Linked DNA regions of Mus musculus: all the other regions are linked to region 3. A link is a contact called in public HiChIP or PLAC-seq, Micro-C and promoter capture Hi-C data. All regions are on one chromosome and are shown on one strand. The core of a region is the stretch at or near the end of the contact, and the rest is flanking DNA. Distances in the headings are between cores, read along the strand shown.

Evidence for each region. Promoter capture Hi-C pulls out the DNA fragments that hold promoters and counts their contacts. HiChIP or PLAC-seq counts read pairs in DNA pulled down with a chosen protein or histone mark. A called contact is a pair of places that touch in the nucleus more often than the background predicts.
Region 1: a CTCF HiChIP or PLAC-seq map of the NIH/3T3 cell line shows a contact between it and region 3, with 6 read pairs. The contact joins the enhancer-like site here to the promoter of Lyrm9 in region 3. A contact is called at or near these places in 7 of 39 promoter capture datasets (embryonic stem cells, frontonasal cranial neural crest, hippocampal neurons and 4 more), 4 of 15 datasets of contacts at CTCF or cohesin (the NIH/3T3 cell line, embryonic stem cells, pro-B cells and 1 more), 55 of 484 Hi-C or Micro-C datasets (the AML12 cell line, B cells, CD4 T cells and 30 more), 9 of 115 datasets of contacts at active chromatin or transcription factors (the SCID.adh cell line, T-cell acute lymphoblastic leukemia, bone marrow-derived dendritic cells and 6 more) and 3 of 9 other capture datasets (adipose tissue, embryonic stem cells and liver).
Region 2: a contact with region 3 is called in an H3K4me3 HiChIP or PLAC-seq map of embryonic stem cells, with 8 read pairs. The contact joins the promoter of Aldoc here to the promoter of Lyrm9 in region 3. A contact is called at or near these places in 1 of 484 Hi-C or Micro-C datasets (CD4 T cells), 1 of 115 datasets of contacts at active chromatin or transcription factors (embryonic stem cells) and 1 of 9 other capture datasets (adipose tissue).
Region 4: a contact with region 3 is called in a promoter capture Hi-C map of hippocampal neurons, with 2.8 times the contacts expected there. The contact joins the enhancer-like site here to the promoter of Lyrm9 in region 3. A contact is called at or near these places in 7 of 39 promoter capture datasets (embryonic stem cells, hippocampal neurons, liver and 3 more), 1 of 15 datasets of contacts at CTCF or cohesin (the NIH/3T3 cell line), 1 of 115 datasets of contacts at active chromatin or transcription factors (bone marrow-derived macrophages) and 1 of 9 other capture datasets (liver).
Region 5: a Micro-C map of the G1E-ER4 cell line shows a contact between it and region 3. The contact joins the enhancer-like site here to the promoter of Lyrm9 in region 3. A contact is called at or near these places in 9 of 39 promoter capture datasets (the HPC-7 cell line, embryonic stem cells, hippocampal neurons and 4 more), 1 of 15 datasets of contacts at CTCF or cohesin (large pre-B cells), 8 of 484 Hi-C or Micro-C datasets (the 63-12 cell line, CD8 T cells, the G1E-ER4 cell line and 5 more), 3 of 115 datasets of contacts at active chromatin or transcription factors (the HPC-7 cell line and embryonic stem cells) and 2 of 9 other capture datasets (adipose tissue and embryonic stem cells).
Region 6: a promoter capture Hi-C map of liver shows a contact between it and region 3, with 2.2 times the contacts expected there. The contact joins the enhancer-like site here to the promoter of Lyrm9 in region 3. A contact is called at or near these places in 13 of 39 promoter capture datasets (3T3-L1-derived adipocytes, the C10 cell line, the HPC-7 cell line and 7 more), 4 of 15 datasets of contacts at CTCF or cohesin (the NIH/3T3 cell line, embryonic stem cells, pro-B cells and 1 more), 27 of 484 Hi-C or Micro-C datasets (CD4 T cells, CD8 T cells, the G1E-ER4 cell line and 16 more), 9 of 115 datasets of contacts at active chromatin or transcription factors (the SCID.adh cell line, T-cell acute lymphoblastic leukemia, bone marrow-derived macrophages and 5 more) and 3 of 9 other capture datasets (adipose tissue, embryonic stem cells and liver).
Region 7: a contact with region 3 is called in an H3K4me3 HiChIP or PLAC-seq map of embryonic forebrain, with 3 times the contacts expected there. The contact joins the promoter of Wsb1 here to the promoter of Lyrm9 in region 3. A contact is called at or near these places in 9 of 39 promoter capture datasets (the 3T3-L1 cell line, 3T3-L1-derived adipocytes, embryonic stem cells and 6 more), 6 of 115 datasets of contacts at active chromatin or transcription factors (cardiomyocytes, effector CD8 T cells, embryonic forebrain and 3 more) and 2 of 9 other capture datasets (adipose tissue and pancreatic islet).

What each region holds. Positions count from the first base shown.
Region 1 is chr11:79,204,945-79,208,731 of GRCm38.p6, forward strand. No RefSeq gene overlaps it. Among named protein-coding and RNA genes, the nearest start is that of Gm30413, 14 kb to the left of the region's middle. Within about 2 kb of position 2,502, at least 26 of the 459 cell types and tissues checked have an H3K27ac peak or open chromatin away from gene starts, as enhancers often do. A contact at or near this core is called in B cells, the CH12 cell line, Th1 cells and 5 more, where this site is marked.
Region 2 is chr11:78,321,546-78,325,469 of GRCm38.p6, forward strand. Aldoc (aldolase C, fructose-bisphosphate) reads left to right here and starts at 1,528. Exons shown (of 9, transcript NM_001303423.1): 1 at 1,528-1,677; 2 at 2,845-2,968; 3 at 3,059-3,270; 4 at 3,364-3,418; 5 at 3,504-3,664; 6 at 3,784-3,867. The coding sequence starts at 2,857. Spag5 (sperm associated antigen 5) reads left to right here. Exons shown (of 24, transcript NM_017407.3): 22 at 1-27; 23 at 141-221; 24 at 583-912. The coding sequence ends at 654.
Region 3 is chr11:78,824,126-78,827,877 of GRCm38.p6, forward strand. It overlaps Lyrm9 (LYR motif containing 9), which reads left to right and starts at 2,470. Exons shown (of 4, transcript NM_001076681.2): 1 at 2,470-2,511. It also overlaps the pseudogene Gm23219.
Region 4 is chr11:79,180,612-79,184,541 of GRCm38.p6, forward strand. It overlaps Gm30413 (a long non-coding RNA gene), which reads right to left. Exons shown (of 4, transcript XR_388876.3): 3 at 3,549-3,583; 4 at 2,914-3,133. Among named protein-coding and RNA genes, the nearest start is that of Gm30413, 9.8 kb to the right of the region's middle. Within about 2 kb of position 2,545, at least 32 of the 459 cell types and tissues checked have an H3K27ac peak or open chromatin away from gene starts, as enhancers often do. A contact at or near this core is called in hippocampal neurons, where this site is marked.
Region 5 is chr11:79,307,615-79,311,373 of GRCm38.p6, forward strand. The region is part of intron 1 of Gm30561 (a long non-coding RNA gene); the gene reads left to right. Among named protein-coding and RNA genes, the nearest start is that of Gm30561, 4.0 kb to the left of the region's middle. Within about 2 kb of position 1,452, at least 5 of the 459 cell types and tissues checked have an H3K27ac peak or open chromatin away from gene starts, as enhancers often do. A contact at or near this core is called in the G1E-ER4 cell line and the HPC-7 cell line, where this site is marked.
Region 6 is chr11:79,227,787-79,231,671 of GRCm38.p6, forward strand. All of the region lies in intron 1 of Gm30470 (a long non-coding RNA gene), which reads left to right. Among named protein-coding and RNA genes, the nearest start is that of Gm30470, 5.0 kb to the left of the region's middle. Within about 2 kb of position 1,650, at least 52 of the 459 cell types and tissues checked have an H3K27ac peak or open chromatin away from gene starts, as enhancers often do. A contact at or near this core is called in the HPC-7 cell line, kidney, liver and 3 more, where this site is marked.
Region 7 is chr11:79,253,356-79,257,146 of GRCm38.p6, forward strand. It overlaps Wsb1 (WD repeat and SOCS box-containing 1), which reads right to left and starts at 1,340. Exons shown (of 9, transcript NM_019653.3): 1 at 998-1,340. The coding sequence starts at 1,037.

The DNA of each region.
Region 1 (3,787 bases), core at 1,252-3,751, 380 kb after region 3:
TCACCAGCATCACAGTGATGGTTAGCAGATCCTGCCAAGCATCAGTGGGCACAGTGAACAACCAAAACTCACACTGCTGGTAGGAATGAAAATTGCCATGCCTGTTGTGGAAAAGGCAGTTGGGCACATGTCTTGCCCATGATTCTACAATCCTAGGTCATACCCAGTGTTGGTGAGCAGCTAGATGCATTTAGTCCTAGCTTTCAAGAGGCCTAGGCAAATGGATTCCTGTGAGTTCATATCAACCTGGTTTACATAGCAAGTTCTAGGCCAGCCAGTGCTACATGGTGAGACCATGTCTCAACTCACACACACACACAGACACACACCAAACCAACATAAGTGAGCACATGTGTTGCTCAGACACTTTGAAAAATGTTCACTATAGCTGAAATAATTTGTTTGCTTGCTTGCTTCAATTTTGGTTTTTCAAGACAGGGTTTCTCTGTGTAGCCCTGGCTGTCCTGACTCACTCTGTAGACCAGGCTGGCCTCGAACTCAGAGATTTGCCTGCCTCTGCTCCTGAGAGCTGGCATTAAAGGCATGCACCACCACTGCCCCACTACAGCTGTATTCTTTTTTTTTTCTTTTTTTTTTTCAGTTTTTCAAGAAAGGGTTTCTCCATTCAAAAGAATTTTTTTCTTGATTGAGAAAAGGATACAAAATGCAAAATCTGCAATTTTGATAACTGAAAATTGCCAATTGTTTTGCAGTACTTTATTCTATTGGGTGTCTTGTTTTCCTTGGGCTTTTAGTTAGCTGATGAATGAATACATTAGACACTTCTGGGTTTTAGTTGGGATTTTACATAGCTTGCATTTTAGTTCTTTGGTTCTTTGCTGTTTCTATTAACCCATAGCATTATTTTAATAAATGTTATAATACCAACCTACAAAAGAAAGAAAGAAAGAAAGAAAGAAAGAAAGAAAGGGAGAGAGAGAGAGAGAGAAAGAAAGAAAGAAAGAGAGAGAGAGAGAGAGAGAGAGAGAGAGAGAGAGAGAAAGAAAGAAAGAAAGAAAGAAAGAAAGAAAGAAAGAAAGAAAGAAAGAAAGAAAGGGTTTCTCTGTATAGCCCTGGCTGTCCTGTAATTGGCAGAACTTGGTGGAAACCCAACGTCCACCTACATCAGGATGAACGCATCACAGTGTAGTTGCATTATGGGATGTCATCCGGCCCAGCTTTTTACACTGTGGATTGGGTCTCACACACACAACATGCATGCTTTGCACCGCACATGTCTGAAGGAACCTCAACTCAGAGTCATGATCACCGTGGGTTACGGCCGCTTACAACTGCGCTCTGCCCTGTGGAAACAATGGTCTCATTAGTAAAAAACGGAGACTCAGTATTTCCCTGTCGTCATTCTTCAGTGGTAAGCATCCCATGGATGTATCTTTGGATTCTCTTGTGTTTGAACCTTTGGTTTTAAAAATTGCTGTTTGGAGGCCAGAGTGGTGGCTAAGTGCTTAAGCGCACTTGCTGTTCTTATAGAGAACCCGGCTAGGCCCACATGGTGGTTTTTAATCATCTGCAGCTCCAGTTTCAGGGAATCTGATACCTTCTTCTGACCTCCATGGGCACAACTCGTGTGTGCACAGATATATGTGCAAGTAAAACAGCCATAAATATAAAAATCAAACTAAGTAAATCTTTAAAGGACAGACAGATGGACAAGTGGGCTAGCAGGAGCCATGTCAGCTTTAGAGCAGCGATGCCAGGACCCAGCTGTGTGGACACAGGCCCTGAAAAGAAGCAGGAGTATCCTCTTGAGGAGGCGACGCATGTTCAGTGACCAAAGAAGAAACCCAGGGTGTAGACAGATGGGGTATGGCCACAGAGCTGATGAGAAGCAACTGGGATATATTCTGAAAGTAAAGGCAGCTGAATTTGCCGATGTGTTGGGTGTGGCAAATGAATCCAAGAAAAGAAGAACCAAGAAGGAGACGGTTATGGTGATGCAGAAATCCCAGTGCCTGGGAGGTGAAGGTTGAGGGTGGCAAATTTAGCTATACTGGGCTACATGCTGAGACTTGTTTGTTTGTTTGTTTGTTTGTTTGTTTAAAGAGGAAAAGAAAAAAGGAAAGGAGGGAGGAAGTGAGGAAGAAAGAGAAGGAGGGAGGGAAGGAGGGAGAGAGGAGAGTAAAAAGAGGAAAGGAAAGAAAGAAGAGAGGCAAGATAACGGTGATAATGAGAGTGTCGGTATGAGGGCTAATCTAAGAAACTGGGAGGCTGGACCTGCCACTTCCCGAGACAGGACAGCGTTCTGGGGAAGGTATGGGGGAGAGGAGAGTACAGAAGTTTGGGGCTGGACCTGTTAGTTTGAGATGCCTCTTGGATTTCCAGATGGAGATTTTGAGGTGGCAGAGTATAGACCTTGTGGAGAAGCCAGGGTCTGGGAGCCTGGCCATGAACTTGAAGCTCTTTTGGGATGGCTGGCAGGACCTCCTGGTAGAGCTCCCTGGGACCTTGAGACTCCGGTAGCATCCTGGTGTCCATCATGTCATCCAACCCCCAAGATAAAGGATGGTCCCACTGACCCCACCTCCTGGCGTCCACATGCACAGAATCCCCCCACCCTCATCTTCCATCCCCCGAAATCACAGAGCAACAGAACACAGCTGATCCACAGGACAGGCCATTGCAGAAATGCTGGCTTGGGAAGGCCGAGGTTAGGTCGTGGCAGATGTCCTGGCTGTTGCTTGCTCATCATAATCATCCTCGAGCAGTTGTGTGGAGAACATAAGAGCTGAGCCGCCTACCACAGGTGACTACAGTAATGGCCTTTCTCATTGCTGTGAGCAAATACCTAACAGAGGCAATTTAAGGATGAATGCTTTGGATTCATTCATGGTTTGCGAGGGTACTGTCTATCAGAGAAGCTACGCCACGAGCTCCTGATGCCGGGGACGGAACTCCCGCTGTCTTGTCTTCTCTGATGATTTCATGGTTGACTGGGGACTAGAAGGGGAAACCCCACACTTTCCATAGGCCTTCCAGTTCCTTTTTGCGAAACTCTGTGACAAAACTTTATCTGTAGCACCCTTTCCAGGGCCATCAAGAAGACAAAAACAAGCCGGTCAGTGGTGGCAAAAGCCTTTAATCCCAGCACTTGGGAGGCAGAGGCAGGCGGATTTCTGAGTTTGAGGCCAGCCTGGTCTACAGAGTGAGTTTCAAGACAGCCAGGGCTATATAGAGAAATCCTGTCTCGAAAAACAAAAGGAGAAGAAGAAGAAGAAGAAGGAGAAGGAGGAGGAGGAGGAGGAGGAGGAGGAGGAGGAGGAGGAGAAGGAGAAGGAGAAGGAGAAGGAGAAGGAGAAGGAGAAGGAGAAGGAGAAGGAGAAGGAGAAGGAGAAGGAGAAGGAGAAGGAGAAGGAGAAGGAGAAGGAGAAGGAGAAGGAGAAGGAGAAGGAGAAGAAGAAGAAGAAGAAGAAGAAGAAGAAGAAGAAGAAGAAGAAGAAGAAGAAGAAGAAGAAGAAGAAGACAAAAAAACAGGAGTAAGTTAGTGTCTGAGAGAGACTGTCACACAGCAGGGGTTTCCAGTGACTGTGGTGTGGGAGGCAAAACTTCTGTGTACCTTAGAGATTCTCATCTCTTTTGATATCTTCAACTTCTTTATGAACAGGAGCCATTTAGACAGTCCCCACACCTTGAATTCCCCAGTGTGACCAGAGGAAGTTGGGTCAAGGCTAGGAGGTGAGGAAGCTGTCAGAGAAGTTTCCAGAAGAAAGAAAAGAGTTCCGTCCCACTGCGGTCTTTGCGATGGATATCTGTTCATTCATTTAGCTAT
Region 2 (3,924 bases), core at 278-2,777, 500 kb before region 3:
CAGCTGATGGACAAGTATCTGAGCCATGTAAGCAGTTCTGTTTCCTTCCACCACAGAAGCACCCTGCCATATATATTTCCTCTGTTCTCTCTAGCTGTGTTCTTTACGTGTAGGGTTCATGAAGCCTGTTTGCATTGTAGAGGCACATCCTGGAGGAGAATCTTCGGCGCTCTGACACAGAGTTAAAGAAACTCGATGACACAATTCAGCATGTCTATGAGGTAAAAGTGAAGGAGGTAGTGGGACCTGGCTGCCGGAGGGGCTGAGGAGCATGGCTCCGGTTCTCAGCCTGACTACTTTTTTTTTTTTTTAAAGATTTATTTATTTATTATATGAAAGTACACTGTAGCTGTCCTCTGAGGGAGTCAGATCTCATTACAGATGGTTGTGAGCCACCATGTGGCTGCTGGGACTTGAACTCAGGATCTTCGGAAGAACAGGCAGTGCTCCTAACCGCTGAGCCATCTCTCCAGCCCTCAGCCTGACTTCTTACAGTGGCTTCATTTTCACTTTTCCAGCATCACAGGCCAGGAGCTTTGGCTTCAGGCTTGTGATTCAGAACTGTTTTCTGTCTCTTCCCAGACTCTGTTGTCTATCCCAGAGACTATGAAGAGTTGCAAGGAGTTACAAGGATTGCTAGAATTTCTGAGCTAAGAAACTGAAAATATTGGAATGCAGTGGTGTGCACCTGTAGTTCCAGCTGCTCCAGACGCCAAAGTTGGAGTGCTGCCAAATCCCAGGAATTTGGGAACCTAACACAGACAACACAGCAAAAACCCTGAAAAATGAATTCCACTCCACTCCAGTTTCCTTCAGGGCTCTTTATCCCAACCCTTATCCCAATAATAAGACCAATTGGCATAGAGCCGACCATGTTTTATGTTATTTAAATAAAGTGTATTTAATGTAGTCCTTCCAGTCCACTGAATCTTATTTTGGGGGTAGGAGTGGGCAGATCAGCACTTCAGCCTAGGCACCCTTCACCACTTCCTGCTGCAGCTAAAGCCAAGGCTGACTGCTTTTCTTTGCTTGATTCTCTTCTTCTACCAACAAAAAAAGGGGGTGGGGGGGAGGGCAATGGACTGCCTGTTCCCTGGACCACTGCCTGGGGGGAACAGAAAAGACTCCATTCACTTACTTTCCCCATCCCCCTTGGGGGTAGGCACTGGTAAATATGGGGCAGAGCACAGAAACTCAATTCCATTATTCCATGTCTTGAAGTGGGGCACTGTTAGGTGGGCCTCTGCCCTACCTGCTGATGTTTAGAGATCTCTCCTCTAAACCAGGCTTAATCCCCAACATTCCACATAATGCCTTACACAGCAAAGGACTGATTGTGGTAGAGACAAACACAAGTCCATCTCTTCCCTCTAGGGCCCTGTTGGCAGGGTTCCATGATGTGGGAAGGGCATCGTCTCTAACAACCTTCCGGACCCTGGCAGAGGAATCACTCCACCTCACTACTCCACCTCTGAGGGCGTGGCCTTACCCTAGACCAGTCCTGGGGAGAGGGCGGGACCAGGACGGGAGGTATCTGTCACGCCCCCAGGGAGTCACGTAGCTCTGCGGCAAGTGCTGCCACCTTATTTACTCCAGCTTGGACCGAGCTAATCAGAGGAAAAGTGAGCTGTGCTGTGGCTCCCGCGGCTGACTGGCTGAGTGACTGGCTGAGTATAGGTAAGGTCTCCAAGCGAGCCTGAGATGCTCGCGTCCGGTTTGTCTTCCCATGCTGTCCTTGCCCTCTCCCTGGGACCCAAGTTCCTCTGCTTTCTGTGGTTTTGAAACCCCATGCATGGCTCAGGAAAACCGTGCTTCTCTTCTTCCTTCTAGTTCTCCTTTCCAGTTCCAAGTCATATGCCTCCAGGACTTTTTCATTGGGGTCAGTGCATTCCACCCAGGACATTTTAATCTCAGTCCATTTCTGGTTCTTCTAGGCTTGTCCTCTACTCTAGGGTATAGGCCCAGGAAGAGCATCAGGACCGGTTAGCTTGTATCACCATTACCCGTCTCACCTCTTCCAGGTCTCCTTCCTGCTTTTCCTGCATCTCTCCCTCTTTCCCATAATCCACTCACTCAGCCTTAATTCCTCGCCTCTGGGGTCTCTACTAGGAGGCTGAGTTGTGGGGAGCCAAGCCTCCCTATTTCCTGTGCCTCTTGCATATGAGGGAATGCCGGGTACTAGGGATGATCTGGTGATGTCTCTTTCCTGTCCTCTCATGTATGCTGATATTGCCTCTCTCCTACCATACTTGCAGCCCTGGGAGTCAATCTCCACCATAGGTAGGGGAGTAGGCAGTAGCAAAGGCAGTCAGGTTTTCAGTACCTGTACCACTGCTACTCCCTGCCCCCTGCCTTCCACTAGACTTGGGGAAGGATGCTGTAGGTTAAACGTCTCATTCACAAACCTTTGAGAAAAGTGATCCCCCCCCCCCCCCGCCTTAGGGACCCTTTTGAAGAAAAGAAAGGGGAAGCAGGAAAGCAAAAATCAGAAACAACAGGTTTTCTGTTTACCTCAGGAAGGGGCCAGATTCAGTGAAAGAAGAGCTGGCATTCTCAACCTGGCAGCAGTTTCCAGGAAGACCTGTGGCTTCAGGGCTGTCGCCTCCCATCCCCCACGCTGCATCTCTTCTGGAGCTGGGAAGGGTGCCCACCAGGAACAAAAGGAGATGTGGGAACTGGGGCCCTAACTCTGTTAGCTGTCAAAGAGATTGATACCACTTTGATGCCCAGGCTCCAGGCCAAAGGCTGCTCTCCTGCTCCCAGCCCCGTGCTGGGAAGCCTGTTTGGTTAGGAGAGGAAGTAGAAGGTCCTCGGAGTCTAGAGCTTATGTCTTCTCCATTCTAGACAACTGTCATCATGCCCCACTCATACCCAGCTCTTTCTGCTGAGCAGAAGAAGGAGTTGTCGGATATTGCTCTACGGATCGTGACCCCCGGCAAGGGCATTCTGGCTGCAGATGAGTCCGTAGGTAAGTGGGAGCCTGTGGTCAGGGTTGAGGAGAGGTTGCCAAGGAATTCTAGCCAAAGAACCAGCCTGTCTCCCCTTTGCTTGCTTCTAGGCAGCATGGCCAAAAGGCTGAGCCAAATTGGGGTGGAGAACACTGAGGAGAATCGCCGGCTGTACCGCCAGGTCCTATTCAGTGCTGATGACCGTGTGAAAAAGTGCATTGGGGGGGTCATCTTCTTCCATGAGACACTCTACCAGAAAGATGACAATGGTGTCCCCTTCGTCCGCACCATCCAGGATAAGGGCATTCTCGTAGGCATCAAGGTACACAGTCCCTGGTGGTGCCTGGGGGCTAGGTGTGGAAACCAGTGTATATAAGAGGGTGACAAGCCAGACCTCTATCTGTTTCCCTTGCAGGTTGACAAGGGTGTAGTGCCTCTAGCTGGGACCGACGGGGAAACCACCACTCAAGGTACCTGTTGGGTGGGTACAGGGGTGGGACATGTTGATGCTGGCAAGATGGAGGCAGGGTGGTAAGGCTGGCACTGTGTTTTCAGGGCTGGATGGGCTCTTGGAACGCTGTGCTCAGTATAAGAAGGACGGTGCTGATTTTGCCAAATGGCGCTGTGTACTAAAAATCAGTGATCGCACGCCGTCGGCACTGGCCATATTGGAGAATGCCAACGTGCTGGCCCGCTATGCCAGCATCTGCCAGCAGGTGTGTGCTGGGGGGTTGGGTGGTTGGATGAGGGCCCCGGGGCCGGTGGAGATGTGCTTTCATGGCTTTCTCCCATCCTATCTTCTACTTCTTCCAGTTAACCCTGCTCTTGCTTTCAGAATGGGATCGTGCCTATTGTGGAGCCTGAGATTCTGCCTGACGGAGACCATGACCTCAAACGTTGCCAGTATGTTACAGAGAAGGTAAGACCAAACATAGCCGGGAGGGACAGCCTAGCAGGGGTGCCTGTACCCCATCCC
Region 3 (3,752 bases), core at 1,220-3,719:
GCAAATACATGTAATTTTTAAAATCTGGAGGTTGAGGTAAACTGAAAAGCATCAGAATGTCTTGCCTCTTTCTCTACAGAGCAGTTCCAAAGCTGCCACTACACGTCATTACAGGTCAGGCTTCATGACACGAGTTCAGAACATGGCCATTTGGTTCTGAGGGGGAGCCGATAAATTCCCCAGGGAGGAGGGATCTCCTGCACGGCCAACCCTTGAGTGATAAATTTCTTAAGCAAAAGGTCTTTAAAATTCCACTGACCTGTGCTCGCTTCAGCAGCACATATACTAAGATTATCACAGCCCCTGTGCAAGGATGACACGCAAATTCGTGAAGTGTTCCATATTTAATAAAAAAAAGAAATTCCACTGACCTGTAAATATCATGCAGCCTGACACCAGGGCGCCCAGCTGCCAATCTCAGTGTGGAAGAAAATGACAAGATGAGAATGGGTGGGTTTCCATTAGGTTACAGACTTGGTGCTATTTCAGTGAATGCTTGGACTGGTAAGAATTCTTTAGTTTTACTACTGAAATGAAAAGAAATTTAAAGTTTCTGTCAAGTTAAAAAGAATCACTATTTCCTTATTCTTTTTTTGTTTTTTATTTTCTTCCTTCCTTTCTTCTTTCTTTTGTTTTGTTTTGTTTTATTTGTGTTTTTTTTTTTTTTTTTTTTTTTGCTTTTACAAGACAAAACAGCCCTGTTTCTCTGTGTAACAGCCCTGGGTGTCCTGGAACTCGATTTGTAGAGCAGCCTGGCCTCGAACTCACAGAGCTCCACCTGCCTCTGCCTCTGGAGTGTTTGGATTAAAGGTGTGCACCTCCTTGCCTGGCTTGGATTATTCTTAAATCCAAGTTCTCACTGTGACTCGGTAAAAGAAAGGGAGCTGCTATCCACATCTCTCCCTCAAGCTAAAAAATAAAAAAATTTCTTTTCTGTTCTTTCTCTTTTGTGCTGCCTAGCTGTCGACAAAGAGTTTTCGAGAAAGATAAATGTTGTGTCTCTGTAAAGACAGAAGTAACACAAGAGGCAGGAAGGTGGAGCCTTTCGGAGGTAGAGCTAACAGCTTGCTTCTTGAATATTTTATGACCTAGGTATTAGAATGAGGCTTCTGAAGCAGGAACACGGAGATCTAGGAACAAAAGAGGGGGACTGAGAGAACAGATTGAAATTTCTTAAAAATATGAAAGGATCTTAATGTTGTACGAGAGAGTGGATTGGTGTCCCAGCAGGTTGCTCCTAGTAAGGGCTCTAAAAGCGTAATGATTTATTGATTGGATCTGCACTAATGACATGCCGTGATTATGCATGGGTAAATAAAAAGGCTGATTTATGAGGGTGCATTCGGATCTTTCAGATACAGTTGGTCCAAGTCTACAGTTTGAAAATAAATGAAGGAAATTATCTGGGTATTCCAGGGGAAGAATCCTCCCACACAGATTTGAAGACGGGGTAGAGTGTTAGCTGAAGAGGAGGAAGGGGGTGCTTTGTGTGTGGGGGGGGTGCGGGAGGGAGACGGTGGCATTCTAGAGAGTTGAAGATGAATCAGAGAAAGGAAGTAGTTCTGTTAAGAAATAGCCCCTGCTTCCTAAGAGGAAGAAAAATAGACTTCCGAGTGCTGCTAAACAGCGATGTTTACTTTTAAAAAATGAAGAAAAAAGGCATTATAAGCAATTGTCTTGTTAAAGCAGCTACATGAGGAGCGTGTGTAAGGAAATCGGGCTTTTCATTATAGGTAGATTTTTTTTAAAGCCCCGAAGAGGAAAGATGAAGAGAAGCAATGTTATCCACCGGCGCCCTTGCTGCCTTTCAGACAGCGGCCCAGAGAAGCTAGAAGCCTCATTGAACAGGGCGTTTGTCTCATGAAAAAGACCTGTCTTTATTTCTTTCAGGATATAAAACTTGTGTTTAAATCAATTCAGAGAAGCATTCTGACTTTAAACATGCGCGAGTGGGGAGAACCCGTTTAATGAAACAGCATTATTTCATTTTCAAAAAATGATCCCGGCAGTAGCTGCAAGTTAAGATTCTTCATTCTCTCCCTCGATTATAATTATAGCAGAGTTGAAAGGAAGCGTGCCTATTACTGTCATATGTATTCTTCTGACAGGTGTTGTGGGACTGTAATTTGATCAAGTGACTCGAAATGAAGACTCCCTTCCAAACATAATTCCTGTCATCAACATAACAACAGGAAGGACACGTCCTTCAAGAAGACGTTTCACAGATCTTGAGCACCCCTAATATTCTCCATTCGTGGGAATATGAAGAAGAGCTTGCCATCAGAGTTTGTATCCAAGGTTGTAAGGGAGACAAGGAAAAGCGGGCCGTGGTTCCAGCCAACTGGGCGGGGTCGGATCAGGAAGCCCGCACCCAGTAGGACCCCGAGTCCCGCGGATGGCCGGCAGAGGGCGCTAGGGTACCAGGCGGGGGCGGGGCTGCGCTTGCTTCTGCCGCGCAGGCGCAATCGTGTCGCTCGCGGTGTCTCCAGTTGGCGTCCGCCGGGAAGGCGGGTGAGCCGCGCTGCGCGGGCCCTTGGGCGGGGACTCGGGGGGCGGCAGGGGCGGGCTGGGGATTACCGAGGCTGCCTGCAGGGCCGGGATATGTGGAAGCCCTGGGGGCGATCTGCGGGCTCTCCAGGCTTTCCCCTAGTGCCAGCGACACCTGTCGCAGCCATAGTTGCCGCGCCGCGGAGGAGCGTGGGAGGCCGGGATGCGGTGTCGGAGGACACGGGGAGCCAGGTCTCTGCCATGTGCTGCTGGCATCTGCACTCGGCTGGAGCAGCCTCCGTTCTATGGTTTTCAAAGAGGAGACGTGCTACTCTCACTCGGTCTGCAGGAACACCCTGTTACCAGGAGTATCTGGAATAATTTTGGTCTTTGCAATATGTAACCCTATCTGGCCTTGAACTCGTAATCCCCCTGCCCCAACTTCCCAGTAGTACTGTGATTCCCGGCCAGTGCTAAAGTGCACACGTTTAATAACATTTAGAATGTGCGCAGATGTGCATCTATGGCCACTGTTGATTTTAGAACATTTACCTTGAAAGAAAACCATCTACATTTGCTGGCAAAACCCCTCTCCAGTCTCGTCCTTTCTCTTTGCGCTAGGCAACCACTTAGCTGATTTCCATAGATTTTGTTAGTTCTGAACATTTCACAGAAATGGAATCAATCATATGCAGCCCCGGTTATTGGTTTCCTGCGTCTTTTATGCCTCATTCAAAGCACGCACGTGGTAGCATATGTAAGTGCTTCATTCGCTTTATTACAGAATAATTTTCCAATGTTTGCCTGGATCAGATTTTATCTCCCCATGTGCCCAGTGATGGCCCTTGGGACTCATTTGAAGTCCTTACTCTTACATACCTGTCTTCTGGGTATAAGGTGGGGGTGGGGGTGGGGGTGGGCCAAAGAAAGGGAAGGATAAAGTGTATATCCTTGGGTGGCACGTGGGATTTGGCCAGGAAGAAAGAGACTGATTAGCTTAGCTGCTAACTAGGAGCTAGGAACAGCTCCGTGGTAAAAAGGTTGCCAGGCATCGTCAAGCCCCAGGATTCATTTCCAGCATCCCCACCTCCCACAGGGATGGACCAAAAACTGGTTCTGAAGGGTGTGCCGGTGGGAATGTAGGGAGGCTGGCCTGACCTTGGCTGTGTGGGAGAGGGACGAGGGGAGGCAGGATTGCTGGAAGAACATAAATATGCCAGATGGAGCCCTAGGGTGGGCGGGGGCAGGGAGCTAACCATTCCTAT
Region 4 (3,930 bases), core at 1,295-3,794, 360 kb after region 3:
CACAGTAGCACCATGCCTGGTTTTAGCAGTGCTGAGGGTCTATCCCAGGGCCTCTTGCATGGTAGGCAAGAGCTCTACTAAATGTTGGCTGATAGATCCTGTCATCGGAGAGTGGCACACACTGGCTCTTCTCTCTGCTGTTTTCTTTCTCTCCCTCCTGGCCTTCCTGCTTCCTCCCCTGTCCCCACCCACTTTGGTGGTGATAGGGAGGGACCCCAGGGACTCAGCTTGGCTGGAAGCACTCTACCTTAGGGCCCATCTTTATTTTTCTTCCCTACCCTTGCTTCTATCCATCCCCTAATATGACACTTTTACTTGTTTACTTACTGTCTGTCTGTCCATCTTACCAAGTGTCAGCTCCACCAGGACAAAGACTTAGGCTTGTTTGCTACTGTGGCTCCAGTGCCTAGAATAAGACGCTTCATAGACACTTGTGCCTCACCATTGTGATTCCATGACAACCTCGAAATATGTGTGTGTGTGTGTGCATGTGTGCAATCACATGGGTGCTCAAGTGAGGACAGGTGTGTTCCTCAGACACTGTCTTTCATTTTTCCCTTTGAGACAGGGTCTTTCATTGATTTGTAGCTCACTAAATGAGCTGTCTCTGCTTCCCCCGACATTACAAGTGTATGTCACCACGCCCTGCTTTTTTGCGAGGGTAGCACAGATCAAACTCAGGGTCTCATGCTCACTGATCAAGCTACATTCCAAGACAAACTCTGGGAGATTATTCTAGTGATAGAAACTCTCACTGAAAGCCTGACATGGTGGCTCACACCTCTAATGTCAATATTTGAAAGGCTGAGGCAGGAGGATTACCTGGGCTACACCTGGGCTGGATTACCTGAGTTCTAATCCAGTCTAGGCTACAGAATAAGACTCGATCTTAAATGGCCCACCAAAACATATTGGAAAATATTAAAAAGGCATGGATTGCTGGACCTAGTGCTACATACCTGTAATCCCAGCACTAGCGAGGCTGAGGACTGACATAGCTCAGAGGCTAGCCTGAGCTACATGACTGTTTCTTTTCTCTCCCTAACTCATCACTGAGTTGAGGAGCTGTAGATTTATCATCTTGATTTCTGTCAGTTGGGAAGATGGTGTTCTGAATGATTTAAGTGACTTCCCAGGGGTCTCATACAAATGGCTGATTTCAAACTTCAACCTAGGCCTTGGGAGCCCAAATGGCCTTGGAGCCACAATGCAGCCGTCAACCAGTGCAACCTCCGGAGGAGACAGCGGAAGGCAAAGGTGTCAGCACAGGGATGGATCTGCTGATCAAGATTGACTAAGATACTCACCTCTCCCAGTTTCACACCCTGGGGGAGGGCAGGACACACACACTCTCCTTTAACTTGGGTGGGGTTGGGGGTTGGATAGACCAAAGGTGTCTGACAAAGAACAACTTATCCCTGTTTTCTCTGACTGCTGACTGGCCCTCCCAGTTATGTGTGAGCTGACATATATTCACATGAACTTCCTTGAACATCAAGTGACACATGTCTTCAGGACAGAGTTCCCTGAGACAGGATGAGGGGCAGGGAGGCTCATGTGATTAAGGGTGATCAACAGGAGATCTGGAAGCCGAGCCAGGAGGATCACGAGTTCAGGGTCAACCTGAGTTTCGTGAGACATTGTACGACAAAAGAAACCATGGTGTCAGGTCTAGCAGATGAGCAAGCCAGCATGTGGGAACAAGCGCTGACTCAGTGAGCAGAGGGGCACACTCAGCCCTTCAAACTCTGATGCTGGCTAGACCCCTTAGGGGTTGGAGTTAGCCGGAAATGCTTCCTCCAGTCACCCCAACAGTTCTCAATTACTCTTTCTGCCTAGGTGACTAATTGTGCCAATGAAATCATTCCCTCGGGGCAGGTGGAAGGCCTCAGACCTCCTCTACTGTCCCAGGATTTTATCTCCAGCAGTGTGGTGTCAGCCTGCCCAGCCTGAACCAGGTACCAGGGACTTTTTTTTTTTTTCCTGGTGCAAACCTGGAGAAGGCTTTAGTGTCTAATCCTGGAAAGGCCAAAGATCAAAGGGGCTGTCCAACACAAGGAGAGCCATCTTTCTCTCAATCTGAGAGCAACTGCTTCTAAGGGCAGTCCATGTAAAAAGCAGGAAGAACGTCTATGTGGTAAGGTATGTTCCTGTAAGAATGCTGGTGGTCCCTGTGCCCCATGAGGCTGATCCACAGACACCCAGAGACACGCATCTGCATTCACACTTTAAAGCATCCTATTTTCCCAAGCCTCTGTTCCCGAAAAAGTTGCAGTAATCTGAGGTTCTCCAGCCCTAGCACAATTGCGGGTGTTTCCCCCCTTAATTACAGATGCATGCTGGGAGGAGGCCAATCTGGCGGTAAATGGAGCAAGGACTTGTCAGGGAGAAGGAAGATGAAAAGAAGGCTCCAGTCTCATGTTTTGCCAGAAGGAGAAGGAACACGGCGTCCTCGTGCTCACAGCTCTCATACTAAACTTAGCCAGCTCCCAGGGCTCCAGAGTTGGCAACTCAGCTCGTGGGGTCCTAATAAACAGCCATGGTGCAGTGACTCACAGACAGCAACCACGTGCGGGATGTAGCTGTTTTCAGCCAGCCTGTCTTAGAGCGGTGCTAGGCTGAGCCCCCCTTCACACGGCAAGCTCGAGGATGGGAAGGTGAGGACGAATGGATGTTATCTGAAGAGCCAGAGACGCCTCCAGGTCCCAGAGCCTGACACAGAGGAGAATAAGGCTCAATGCCTGAGGAGTAAGGAGACAGTTCTGTGAGGTCATACGGAGAGCGGATGAGCCGTCTTGAGGACTTCATGACCATCAGGGAACAAGGGAGACAGTGTCACATGGGAATTCTCTCTTCATGATAGCAGACAGGGGGTCAATAATAGAAGGTGGTTTCTAGGTGAATCCAGAGAATGTCCTTTTCCCTGGTGCTGATACGGTCAGGTTGCTCTGGTCAGACTGGGTCAAAGTTTATAACTGGTTCCAAGATCTAAGTCCCTGAAGGTGTGGATGGACTCTGGACTCATCAGCAGTCTGATAACTACATGTCAATCCACCTGTTGCCCCATCAATGGCAGCAGATGCTCGGCAGAGGCTGGGACATCTCAGAAGGAGGTAGACAGGGGCTTCCCGGGCTGAAAAGGTACCAAGAGTTCCTTAGGGAAGTCAGGAAGAGCTCGTCCGAGCAGCACATTGCAGCTGGTCTGAAAGCCAAGAAGATGGACACCCATACTAGGGAGTGAGGGACCCTAAAGGCTGGGGGCCAAAATGGGGCTACAATGACCTGATGCAAGCTTGCTCTGCATGGAGGGTGATCATCTGGCTCCTAGGGAAGTCACAGAGCCAAGTCAAGTGTTTCGCAGAGCATCCTAATGAAGGGGTTAGTCACATTCAAGAGGTCCCAAGGGAAGAACGAGGCTAATGAGAGGGGCCTACAGAAGTCTGTCCAAACAGAGCGGAGCTCGCTGATAGCACTACTAAACCTTTCCAGCAGTGTAGTTGGAGGTAGTGAGTCCCCCAGCAATGGGAGCCTTTAAGCAGATCACTAACCTTGTCTGCCCTCTGTGTCAGCTCCCCCTGAAGTCCTGTGGAAGGAAATATGCAGAAACTCAGCTTTGCTCTTCACAGGTGGCACTCAGAGACCAGAAAAGACTGAATACTGCGCCCAAGGTCACCAGAAAGCAGCAGGACCAGAAACAGCCTTGTCTGCTCCACCACCCAAGCTCTAGACTTCCCCATCTGGTTCCCCAATTGGTGTCCAGACTGGCACTATTTTTAACTGGTTCCCTTGGCCAGGATGGAGAATGACTACAGGCTGGGCTAGTGCTGGCTTCTGGAGCTCAGGTGAGGCTAGAAGGGAGCCAATGGCCTGTCCTTGCACCCAGACTTGTCATGTGTGGCTAAAGGAGGATTCGAGTGTGCCAATACAGTT
Region 5 (3,759 bases), core at 202-2,701, 480 kb after region 3:
ATATATCCATTCACTCAGCTTGCATGTATTGAGTACCTACTGTGTGCCAGCATTGTTTTAGACACTGGTGATCTAAATAGGAAAGACACAGTCCTTGACCTCTAGAGGCTACAGTTCCGGGAGGAAGCCTGGCAGGATGAGAGGCCGCACAAACCGACATGGAAATATACAAATGTCCTTAACCCAGCCAGGGGGCTATCAGTAAAGGCTTCCCAGGAAGGGTACCTTGATTTTAAAAGTATAATAGAAGTTGGCCACAGGAAATAATGATTATTAGCACATCTTCAGTGTAGCACGCCCTGCGGTAAAATTTTACATGTGAGTGATTTCACTTGAATCATCACACACCAAGAAGGAGGGAGGCACTGTGATTATCCCAGCTTCACAAATGACTTAGAAAGGTCAGCCGGCTTACGGTTTTCAGCTGAGAACAAAGAGCAGAAGTGAGAGTTAGCACCGGGCTTTCCTGATTCTAGCCTGCTCTCATACTCAGGGCTGCCTTAGAAGTTGTGCAGGTTACACATTGCACGGCTTCAGGGCTGGACCTTTCCTTGTCAATGTGTTATACCTGGGTGTAAGCATCCAGAAAGAAAAGCCCTCCTTTGCAAAAGTAGGAGCGAAGGACTGTAATCAGGGAACCAGCTGTCCAGTGCAGCCTGGCCAGGGGCCGACCTTTCCTGAATAGGGAACCCCACTGAACCCACTGTGGTGGCTTTGCAGTGTGGAACTGGCTTGATAGCCTGGGGCAAGCTCTCAGCCAGGTGTATGTGTTTCCCATCTGAGTCATACATAAAACAAAAGGCCCCAGGTCTCTACTAAGTGTCCTTTCAATGGTCAACCTGTATTTGGCTTCCAGCAGCTGGCTGTCTAGTGACTCTGCTCACTGACCTTCTCATGACTTGGCCTGAAGGGAGACACAAATGTAGCAGGTGAGTGTCAGGAGGCCAGGGAAATGCCACAGAGGCAGGAAGTGTCTATGCTACACTGTGACAAAGTAGTTTTACCTGTGAGGAATAAGAAGATGACCCTAGGGGCAAGATGAGATTCCATCACTCAGGTGTCCAGCTGTGCATCCCGGATACCACCTGCAACCCCAGCTCTGCCTGGATGTGGAAAGGGATTGCATCACTCACTGGCTTGCTGGTCTCCAGACTCGTGCAAGCCCCTGGTTCAGAGAAGAGAGAGAGAGAGAGAGAGAGAGAGAGAGAGAGAGAGAGAGAGAGAGAGAGAGTCTCCCTTAGGAAGAGTAGGTGGAGAGTGACAAGAGGTCAGCTAATTCCCTCTTCTGCCTCCATGCATGTTATGTGCAAGTACATGTGTGCGTGCACACACACGCACACATACACACACATATACTCACACACAAAAAAAGTTAAATCTTTGAAAAGGGGAGAGAGACTGGTGAGATGATCCCATGGTTAAAAGTGTTTTCAGCAAAGCCTGAGGGCCTGACTTCTAACCCTGGAACCCAGAAATAGAATGAAGAGACTCACATGTGTCACCCCAGCACTTCTATGGCTAGATGGATGGTGGAGACTGGAGGCTCAGCAGGGAGCTCAGAGGCCAAGGAGCCTGGAATGTGCAGATTGACAGAAACAACTTCACCAAGGTGCAAGAACCAACTCCCCAAAGTTGTCTGACCTACACTCACACACACACAGACACACAGACACACCCACACATACCATAAATACATATAGACACATAAAAATAAATTTTTTTTTAGCTAGTTGCAGTTGGTGCCTGTGTCTCATTCTCCGGAAGGGAAGCTTAGGAAGAGGATGACCTTAGAGGCCAGCCTGGGCTACATAACATAGGATAACCTGGGTTACATATTAATTCTGTTAGGATTGTCTCAACACCCTCCCCGGGGGTGGGGGAAGGGATGCTTGACTGGATGTGCATTGGAGAAGCACTTACAGAAGGTTTGTGAGTTGGAGGCTAGCCCAGGGCTACATAGCAGGTTCCAGACCAACTTGGTATATAGGAAGACCCTGTCTTCAAAAGAAAAAAAAAAGTTTTTGTTTTTGTTTTTCTCTGGTTCTGGACCCACATACTCAGGTAAGAACAGTTCTTCCCAGCTTAAAACCTGGAAGTTTGAATGCACAACCAGGAGGCATGGGAGTCCCCAGGATCCCAATTAGGAAGTCCTCTTCAATGGTGGTCAAAGAAAATGTCACCTTCTCCAATGAAAATGACTGGTGCTTTTAAATCATTGTAAGTGACAAGCTTTCTCTGATATCAGCAACGAAACTAAAGCAAGCCCTGCCTAGTGACTGGAGCAGGCCGGAGGGGACTCACCCTGTGGTGACCAGCATTTGTCCATGTTTATGGCTACTTAGCACCCGAGCTGTCCCTCAGAGTCTGGGAAGAGTTTGGCTGCAAGAAGGGGACTCCCTTGTGTTCTGCTCCTCCAGCTTCTGTGTCTTGCACATGTTTTTGTGGCTGTAGTGGTCACAGTAGCTCTCTTCAATGTACTGCCCCTCCCCCTCATTCTCCTCCTTTCCCTTCTTCTCTCTCTTTTCCTGGGGATAGGACACAAGGCTTTGCACAGGCTAACAAGTCCCCAGCACGGAGCTCCATCCTCAGCTCTTACAGTATCAACCAGAGTCTCCATACTGTACCCTCTCTCTGTCTTTATTTTAAACATTTAAAGATGTTTATTTTGATTTATGTACATGTGTGTGTGTGAACCACATGTATGTCTGCAGGTGCCCATGGAGGCCGAAAGAGGGTGATCGGGAACTGGAGTTTATATGAGGTTGTTAGTGGACTAATGGGGGTGCTGCGATCTGAACTCTGGTCACTTCTCTGGCTTCTGGCAAATTGTTGGTATCTTTATAGTTGCCTTTCTGTTTTTCAGGAATGAGTTGTTTTAAAACCAGGAATTGATTGTGCACACATTTTGGAACACACAGCCCCAAACTGAGTTCTAGGTGAATACCAGGGTGAATGTAGTCTGGACACAATGTGTGGGAACAGTTCTATCGTGAGATCAGCTAGAGCTGGAAGTGGGTCCTGCCGCTTATTAGCTGGGTGAGCTTCTGCGGGACCCTTATCACCTCGGGGGATCACTTCCTCATCTGCAGAGTACAGATATTACTTGCATGATTGTTATTGTAGCAATGTGATGATACTAGAATCCAGCCTCTGGGGCTGTGCATTGTGGTACATGCCTTTAAACCCTGAACCTAAGCAAGTGGGTAGATCTCTTTGAGTTTGAGACTACCCTGGTCTACACATCGAGTTCCAGTCCAGCCATGGCCATAGAATGAGACTTTGTCTAAAGTAAGTAAGTAAATAAATAAATAAACAGAATCCAGCTTTTGTTCAGGTCAGCCTTCTCCTACAGAGATACCAACAGGTACCCTACAGAGACTGTGGGCTCCTCCCTAACAGATGTCCTAGTCCCAGGATTTCTTATCCGGGAAAGTTACCATCAACAAGGGTGCTGGCATCACACACCCTGCTCCCTCTCCTTTTTCCCTGCCTCCTAGCTGGGAATCAGAAAGCCTGGTTCTCAATGTAAAACTTCAGAAAGCAGTAGAAGAGACCCACACTTCAGCCACATGGCCTCTGAGTTCTCTCTTTGGAGAACACTCCATGTGTTTGTCTCTTTGTCTGTCTGTGGTGTTACTTTGCTAATAAATTCCTAGCACCTCATCTTAGTTGAGTCTCTCCTGTTTGAAACACTTTAGTAATATAGATCTTATGTAGCCATTGCCAGGCAGGATCCTGCTCAGTGTCTGGGGAGGATGG
Region 6 (3,885 bases), core at 400-2,899, 400 kb after region 3:
CCTTCCCCTTGACAGCCTGTTTCTGCCATCTTTTATTCTTGGCAGTACATATAACATTCTACTGACTTTTAAATTGCATGTAAGATGCAATGACTGGTTTTGTTGGTTTTGTTTTGAAGACCGCGTCTTCTGTAGCCTAGGCTGGCCTAGACTCCTGAGTACTGGCTTTCCTATGAAATTCTAGACACTGCTGACTTTTATCCACATCACTGTAGCTAATGTGTCATTTTAGTGTGTGACAGCTGAGAGATTTATGTTTGTTTTTTGTTTTCAAAGTTTTACTTGGAGTTCAGATTATCTCCAATTTTCTTTTTTGTTTTTCCTTTCCCTTCTTCTCCTTTTCCTCCTCCTTCTCTTCTTCCTCCTCTTTTTCATCATCATCCTCTTCCTCCTCCTCTGATTTTTCAAGACAGAGTTTTCCCAGCCACCCTGGAACTTGCTCAGTAGACCAGATTAGCCTCTGCCTCCCAAGCGCTGGGATTAAAGGTGTGCGCCACCACACTTGGCTTGCCTCCAACTTCTTATCCTTTTGCCTTAGTCTCTTGAATGCTGGGATTTTTTTGTTTGTTTGTCTTGTTTTGATTTTGAATGCTGGAATTACAGTTATATGCTACCACATCCATGAGGATTTTTGAAAACCATGCTGATTACAAAATATATCTTAGTTTCAGTTAAAATGTGATGGTGGAAGGGGCCTGGAGAGATGGCTCTTATTTCTCTTTCAGGGAATCCCAGTTAGGTTCACAATACCTGTGTCAGATGACTCACAACTGCCTGTAATTCCAGCTTCAGAGGGTTGGGTGCCCCCTTAGGACTTCTGAGAGCACCCACTTGCATATGGCTTGCTTGTCTCACACACCACACACACATACACACTCTCACACACAAATCTTAGCTGAGTACTTGTAGTGCACATCTTTAACCCAGCACTTGGGAGGAGGAGGAGGAGGTAGAGGCAGAGGCAGAGGCAGAGGCAGAGGCAGAGGCAGAGGCAGAGGCAGGTGGATCTCTGAGTTTGTGACCAGCCTGGTTTACAAAGTGAGTTCCAGGACAGCCAGTGCTACACAGAGAAACCCTGTCTCAAACCTCTCACCAAATGAATAATTTTTTAATGTAAAGGATGGTTTTATTTTGAGAGAGGGTCTCATTTACATCAGGGTGGCCTTGTCTTCACAAGCATTTGATATGGCGCCTGGCTTCTGGGAGAAGAATTAAAGTCTAACTTTCCTCAGGGTCATGTGACAAGCATGACTGAGCTTTGTTACTGATGACGATGCCGGCCCTGCCTTGTTCTGGATTTGGTCCACTCCATCAAGAGCATCTGTGAGCTGACACAGAGAACTTACATCCAGTCCATTCCAGCCTCGAGGACTCTGTCCAGGTCATCTCTGGACCAGTGAGGCCAATCTTGCTGGTACAAGAGGCTCCTGCGGCCTTGGTCAGGTGTTGATCAACGAGGGGAGTTTCGAGGCCAGCTTACTTCTTTTCTTGCCTTCAGCCCAGCCCAGCCCTGCAGAATCCTGCTACAGCCTGCTTGAGTTAGATTTGTCACATGGGCAATAAAAATGATTTGTTTGAGTGATATGTGTACCCAAGGACAGCAGAGCGGAGCAAAAACCTAGCCAAGCTCCGGTGTAATTTCCCTGGGCACCGAGCAAAGGGCAGGGACCACAGTCACTCTGTGTGGTTATTTCAATTGCCTCGTTATATTCAGGGGTAATCCTTGTTTGTTTTTGTTTTTTTTTTTCCACAATCCAGTGAAAAGGGTAGGGTGTGTTGGGGAAGGGTTAGCCTGACATCATGGCTGGCCTCCCCGGGAAAGGCGGGGAGGTGTTGGCAAAGACACAGCGGAGCCTGGCTGTTTTCTTCCTAGCATCCGCTCACAAGCATTATGAAGAAAAAACAGGAGTCTGCATTCAGCACCATCTTGGACCTTGAGATCATGTGACCGCCTCCACCTAGAGGAGGGAGTTAGCCTCATGGCTTGCACAGACATCAAAGGAAAACAATAAAACTTCCCAGAACTGCTGACCAGCAGCAGGAACAGTAAAATGCACCCGTGGTCAGTGCTCAACCAATGTTGGTAACACATGTCAAGTAGCTGCCAGGACTCAGCACTGCAGAAAGGAAGGAAGAGCCAATGCCACTTGTGTGGAGACATTATTACATCATTCAACAGCCAATTGAGCAGTCAGTCACAGGAGTCTTCCTCAGGATAGCAGCCTCAGTCACCATGTCAGCGACATCCTTTGGGCAGCCGTCTATGGAGTGTGGCATCTGGCCAAACTGCTATATGCACACCCTCTTGCTGGGAGCCAGATGGGACCGAGCCCAGCCAGCTTGGCTTTGGCCAAGCATTGAGCAGCATGACCCAGTTGAGGGATCTGCTTTCTCCACACAGCACAAGCTGGGTGCGTGGCCCCCAGGTCTCTCATCCAAACCTCCCAGCTCGGGCTATGTTCATGTCTGCCCAACCGGGACCGGGGGTCTGGTTCCTGATCAGTCCTTCTGACCCAAAAGCCAGGCGCCAGCAGCTCCCGTGAGAAGGCGACAGAATCTCCTCAGGTGTGAGGAATTTGGCTTCTAAACAAGGAATCAACATCTAAGAATGATTAACTTATTTGAAACAGGGCTTTATTCGAAAGTCCAAGGAGGGGGTGAAGAAATGAGATCGCGTAGGATTCCGTGGCAAGACGGCAGTGAGCTGGGGCAGCTTATCCGGCACCACCGAAGGGGCCTGACGAAATTGAAGAAAACAAAACAGGCTGAGAGAAAATAGAGGCAGCGGGGTGGGGTGGGATGGGGTGGGGTGAGGGGGCCACCTCTGACTTGTGGGTTTCCTGACCACTTTCCAGTTACTGCAGACCCTTGCAGCACAGAAGGCTCACACGAGTCGGCTGGTTCTCTGCCCAGCTCTACCAATATAATATAATATCATCCAAGAGGAAACCTGACCCCTCTGCAGAGGCAGGTATAATGGGGCGTGTCACGGACTTTCATGTTACCGTGGCCAAAGCTCCTGACGGAATCAACTTAAGGGACAAATATCCTGTGTCACTTGGTCCAGCAGGCAGAGAAGGCATGACGGTGGGAACACGAGGCCACAGTTGTTCACAAGGTGGCAGATTAGGAAGTAGAGCTAGGCCAGAGGTAGGGGTAGGTATAACCTCCACAACTCCCCTGCATTCAGTGACCGGGTTCCACCAAACAGACCCTACAACCTTTAGGGGTTACAACATTTAAAGTAACCCTCAAAACCAGCCTGTGGAGGGATTTTCAGGTTCAAACCTTATTAGTAGAGGAGCACACAGACAGAGTGGCTAGCTTTGTGTCTTAGCAGGACTTCTTCCCGGCTCATATCAGGAGGCGTTCTTGCAGGTCTGTTTGCCCTGTTGTCACAAATCACACAGAGACTAGGTAGGTGGTTTAGATACAACGCACCCTTCTCACAATTATGGAGGTTGCAAGTCAGACCCAGGAGCCAGCACGGTTGGGGACTGGTGAAAGCCCCTTTCACTCCCTTCTCCTGTCTTAGCAGTGTGGAGGACTTATAAAGGCACAAATTCCATTAAGCGGGCTCCTGCCCTCATGACTTTTCCCAAGTCCTCACTTGCTAATGTCATCTCATCAGGATGAACAACACCACATGTTAACGGATTGGTGGTTAGGATCCACTTCCTAACGTATCCCGTCCTTTTCCTTAGTCACTGTCAGGATGGACACAGGACCATGCAACTTTCTGATTTCGCTTTTGTGTTTAGGGCCCCGTGGCTCTGTTTACATTTGCCTCGGTCCTGACTCTGTTCCATATCCTCACTCTCAGGCCTCCTCACCCTCCGTGATAGTGACTGACTCACCTCAGCCTGCAGTGCTGAGTAACAACGC
Region 7 (3,791 bases), core at 90-2,589, 430 kb after region 3:
ACCAGAAAGGAAGTGTGACAGTGCCTTGTTAAAGAGGGTAGTAGCTCAGTTATAGCCTGACCTGGAACTCTTCACACACTCATGGAGTCCTGCCCCTACCTTTAGCATGGACATGAAAATCCAATTGACAAAACTGTAAAGTCAGTGTCTACTGACGATAATTTTGTTCAACGAATGTCATCCAATGGGCTCAAAGGTGACTCCTTTGAGAGAATTTAAATAATGCTAAGTGCTTTAAAGGGGCCAACGGGCAGGTCTGGCCCACGCCCTTCCACTCCCCATTGTCCAGGCTTCAGCCAGACGCGTGACAGGTCTAGCCACGGCTACATCCTCTGTACAATAGCCCTCCTTCAGCCATTCCACCTATTCTCACGGCTCCTTCCACCCCCACCCCCCCGTGTAGGTGGGCAACATATTCCCTCCTTAGAACCCTTCACTTTCATAACGCCATCCTTTAAAAAACACTAAAACTTTTTTTTCTACGCCGCTGACACCTCTCCAGGTCCCTTTCTCAATAGAGTACCGGACATACAGATGCTGCTGTTCCTGCTGCGCCTCAAAAAACACAAAAGTTCACAACTTCTTCCCACCAAAGAGAGCCTAGGATAGACCACTTAGCCTATGCTAGTAACTCTCCAGGTCCATTCGATATCCAAGACACAGCCGGGAGAATCCCAGGACGTCCGATCCGCACCCCAGCTGTGATGGTGTCACTAGGGTTTGCCCGGCGCTGAGCAAACTCGGGAGGCCCGCTCTGGGTCCATTCACTCCCGGCCGACGCCCATCGCGGGACCGCTTCCTCCCGCCACGCAGCGTCAGTCCTTGCTCCTCTCCATTTCTCCGGAGCCCGGGCATCCGGTCCCCCGCGCTCGTGGGCCTTGGCATCGGACTTCCCCGTTCTCCCATCCCCCACCCCCGTTTTCCCCCCGGGCCCCGGAGCCAGCCCCTTCACGCTCTGCCGGTAGACCCCGCGCTCCCCCTCCATCCCGAGCCTCACCGATCTCTTTCTCGTTAACCCTCGGGGGAAAGCTGGCCATCTATGGGGCACCGTCTGATTCCGGGAACTCGATTCGGACGCGACAACAGAGAAGGGACTCAGCGGGGGCTGAGGGGCGTGACGCGGGCTCAGGCTCTCCCGGGTGTGGAGACTGCAGAGAGAGCGCGGGCGGCCGCTGCGGCTTCTGCGGACTGCCCGGAGGAAATCACCGGAATGCCTGGAACAAAGCCACCGGGTCACACTCAGACAAAAGAGCCGGCGCGCCTTCCACTCACAGACTCACACAGCCCGCCAATGCTTCCGCCGCCAAACCAGACACTGAGACAAGATGGCGGGCGGCACTGATAATATCTGGGAGGCGGGGTGTAGTGGGTGACGTCAGACCATCAGGCCCCGCCCCTCGACGCAGGGGACGTGATGGTCTGGATTCACGGACGGGCGTGAGCCCTCAAAGCGCGACCTGCGGGCATTTTCGAAGTCGAAGGCTCATTGCCAAGGGCAAGCCCGGGATTATATAATGCACGTGACCGAACCGGAAAGGGCAAAGTAGACGTTTCACGTGCTTAATCCCTTTTAGCTACGTCTCTGGCTCCTTAGTACCTGGGAAGTGAAGGTTGCGCTGAAGAAAGATATGATGGAAACTAGCATAGTGGTGTCCAATTGGTCAGGACAGAACAAACTGGTTTTAGGAAAGACTCAGTTGATGAAGGAGACCCAGGGTGATGGGCACCTCTGAGGCCTCCCCAAGACTGCCTCTGTTCTAATTGGTCCCTAAAGTCAGGTCTCCTGAAGAGCTGGCCAATATGACCTCTACCTCAGAATCTGCCCTTCTTCCACAGAAGTTGAGGTCTCTAGGAAGCAGCTAGCTATTCCACATCATTGTTTGGGTGTGCCCCACATCTCAATCTAAGTACCATCTATAAATGATGTCATTGCATTTTAGTGGCCCTTGCGGGACTCTTTCTTCCAAAGGATAACAGATAACGGCTTAGATTTTCTCAGATACTCCTGGAAGACAGAATTGCCCAGCATAACTTTAGATCTCAAACACCATAGGTAGTGCATGTACTGTGTGCATGTCCCTTTGCCCAAGGTAGAAATTCTTAAGATCATGATGATTAATAGAAATAAATCATCCCCTTCTTTAAAAAAAATTACTTGGTTACTGCTTGACAATATGTTTGTCCAGAACTTCATGCACGGCAATGGTGCTGCCTGACGAACAGTAGAAGGAAAAAGAAAATTCAATCTTGTCAAATACAGACCATTATTGTCCCCTAATGTTTTTAGCTTATTTATTTATTATGTGTGTATGAGATATGTGCATGTTTTTGAGTCTTTTTTTTTTTTTGAGAGTTCATGTGTCTTAAATGCTTCTGTGTGAATGCAGGCATTCAGAGGTCAGATGACATCCTAGGATATGAGTCCTCACCTCCCACCTTTCCTGAGACAGGGTCTCTCATGATTTCAGTGCTTGTATACCATGCTAGCTGGCCCTGTAACTTCCCGACTCCCTGACAGCCCTGTTAGAGTGAAGGGATTGTAGAGTAGTAGTCTGTAATCTCCTGCCTTCTGCTTTAACCTGGGTTCTGGGCTTTCGAACGGTCAGGTTTGCATTTTCACCTCTGAGCCATCTTCCCAGCTATTTTTTTTTTGAGTTTTCATACAAAAATATGCAGATTTCACAAACTTGCAGGGCTGGAGGAGGGGGGTATAGCTCAGTTAGTAAAATATTTGTCTAGTATACAGGAACCATGGAGTCCAGCTCCAGTTCCTCAGAAACCTAAAGCAAATGGTACATGCTCGAAAGCCCAGCTCTTGGCAAGCAAAGGCACAAGAATCAAGAACTTAAGATCACTTCTGCTATATAGCAAGTATGAGGCCAACCTGGCTCCAAGACTCTTATCTTCAAACAATCTGGAAGGCTTCAGGAATTCGTGAGTCAGCCTTGCTCGGGAGTTATGCTGATTTGTTTGGTTGTTGGTTTGGTTTGGTTTTTTGAGACAGGGTTTCTTTGTGTAGCCCCAGCTGTCTTGGAATAGCTCTGTAGACCAGGTTGGCCTTGAACTCCAAGAGATTTGCCTGCCTCTGCCTCCCAAGCACTGGGATTAAAGGTGTGTGTCACCACTGCTGAGCTGACACTGTTGTTTAGTACAGACATTGCCCAAGTGAGCACCCTGTTAATATTTTTTGGCTAACTGCTGTAACTCCCAACTAATTACACTACACCATAGAAATCCATGGAAAATAACCATTCTTGAGAGCCTGCTTGTGAGTTATATTTTCTTACCTTTCTTTTCATTATTTTGCTTGTGAAGTATTTGAAGGACTTTTTCACAGAATTGTTTAACTCCCACTTAATGTGAGTAGCCTATAGATGCCTTGAAGATTTTCTTAACTACAAAGTGTGACCAGTAAAATGAAAAATAATTGTCTCATTTGTGTGCCCATTGGTGATTATACCTAATATTTGTAGGGTCATGTTACGTTGTGGGCATTGGGGTGCATCAGTGCTTCATTAATTAACCATTTAACATTCGTGACAAAGCGAGGAGCTCACTTGCCATTGGGAAGGTCAACATGGTTAATATAACAGGCTCTAAAATCATCTAGGAGACAAACTTCTGGACATGTCCATGAGAAAGGGTCTAGATTTTGGGGTAGGAAGACTCACCCTAAATTTGGGCAACATCATTCCCTGGGCAAGGGGTGGAGTGAATTAAAAAGACAAAGCTAGGGCTTAGAGAGGTATCTTAGTGGTTAAGAGCACTGGCTGTTCTTCCAGAAGATCCGG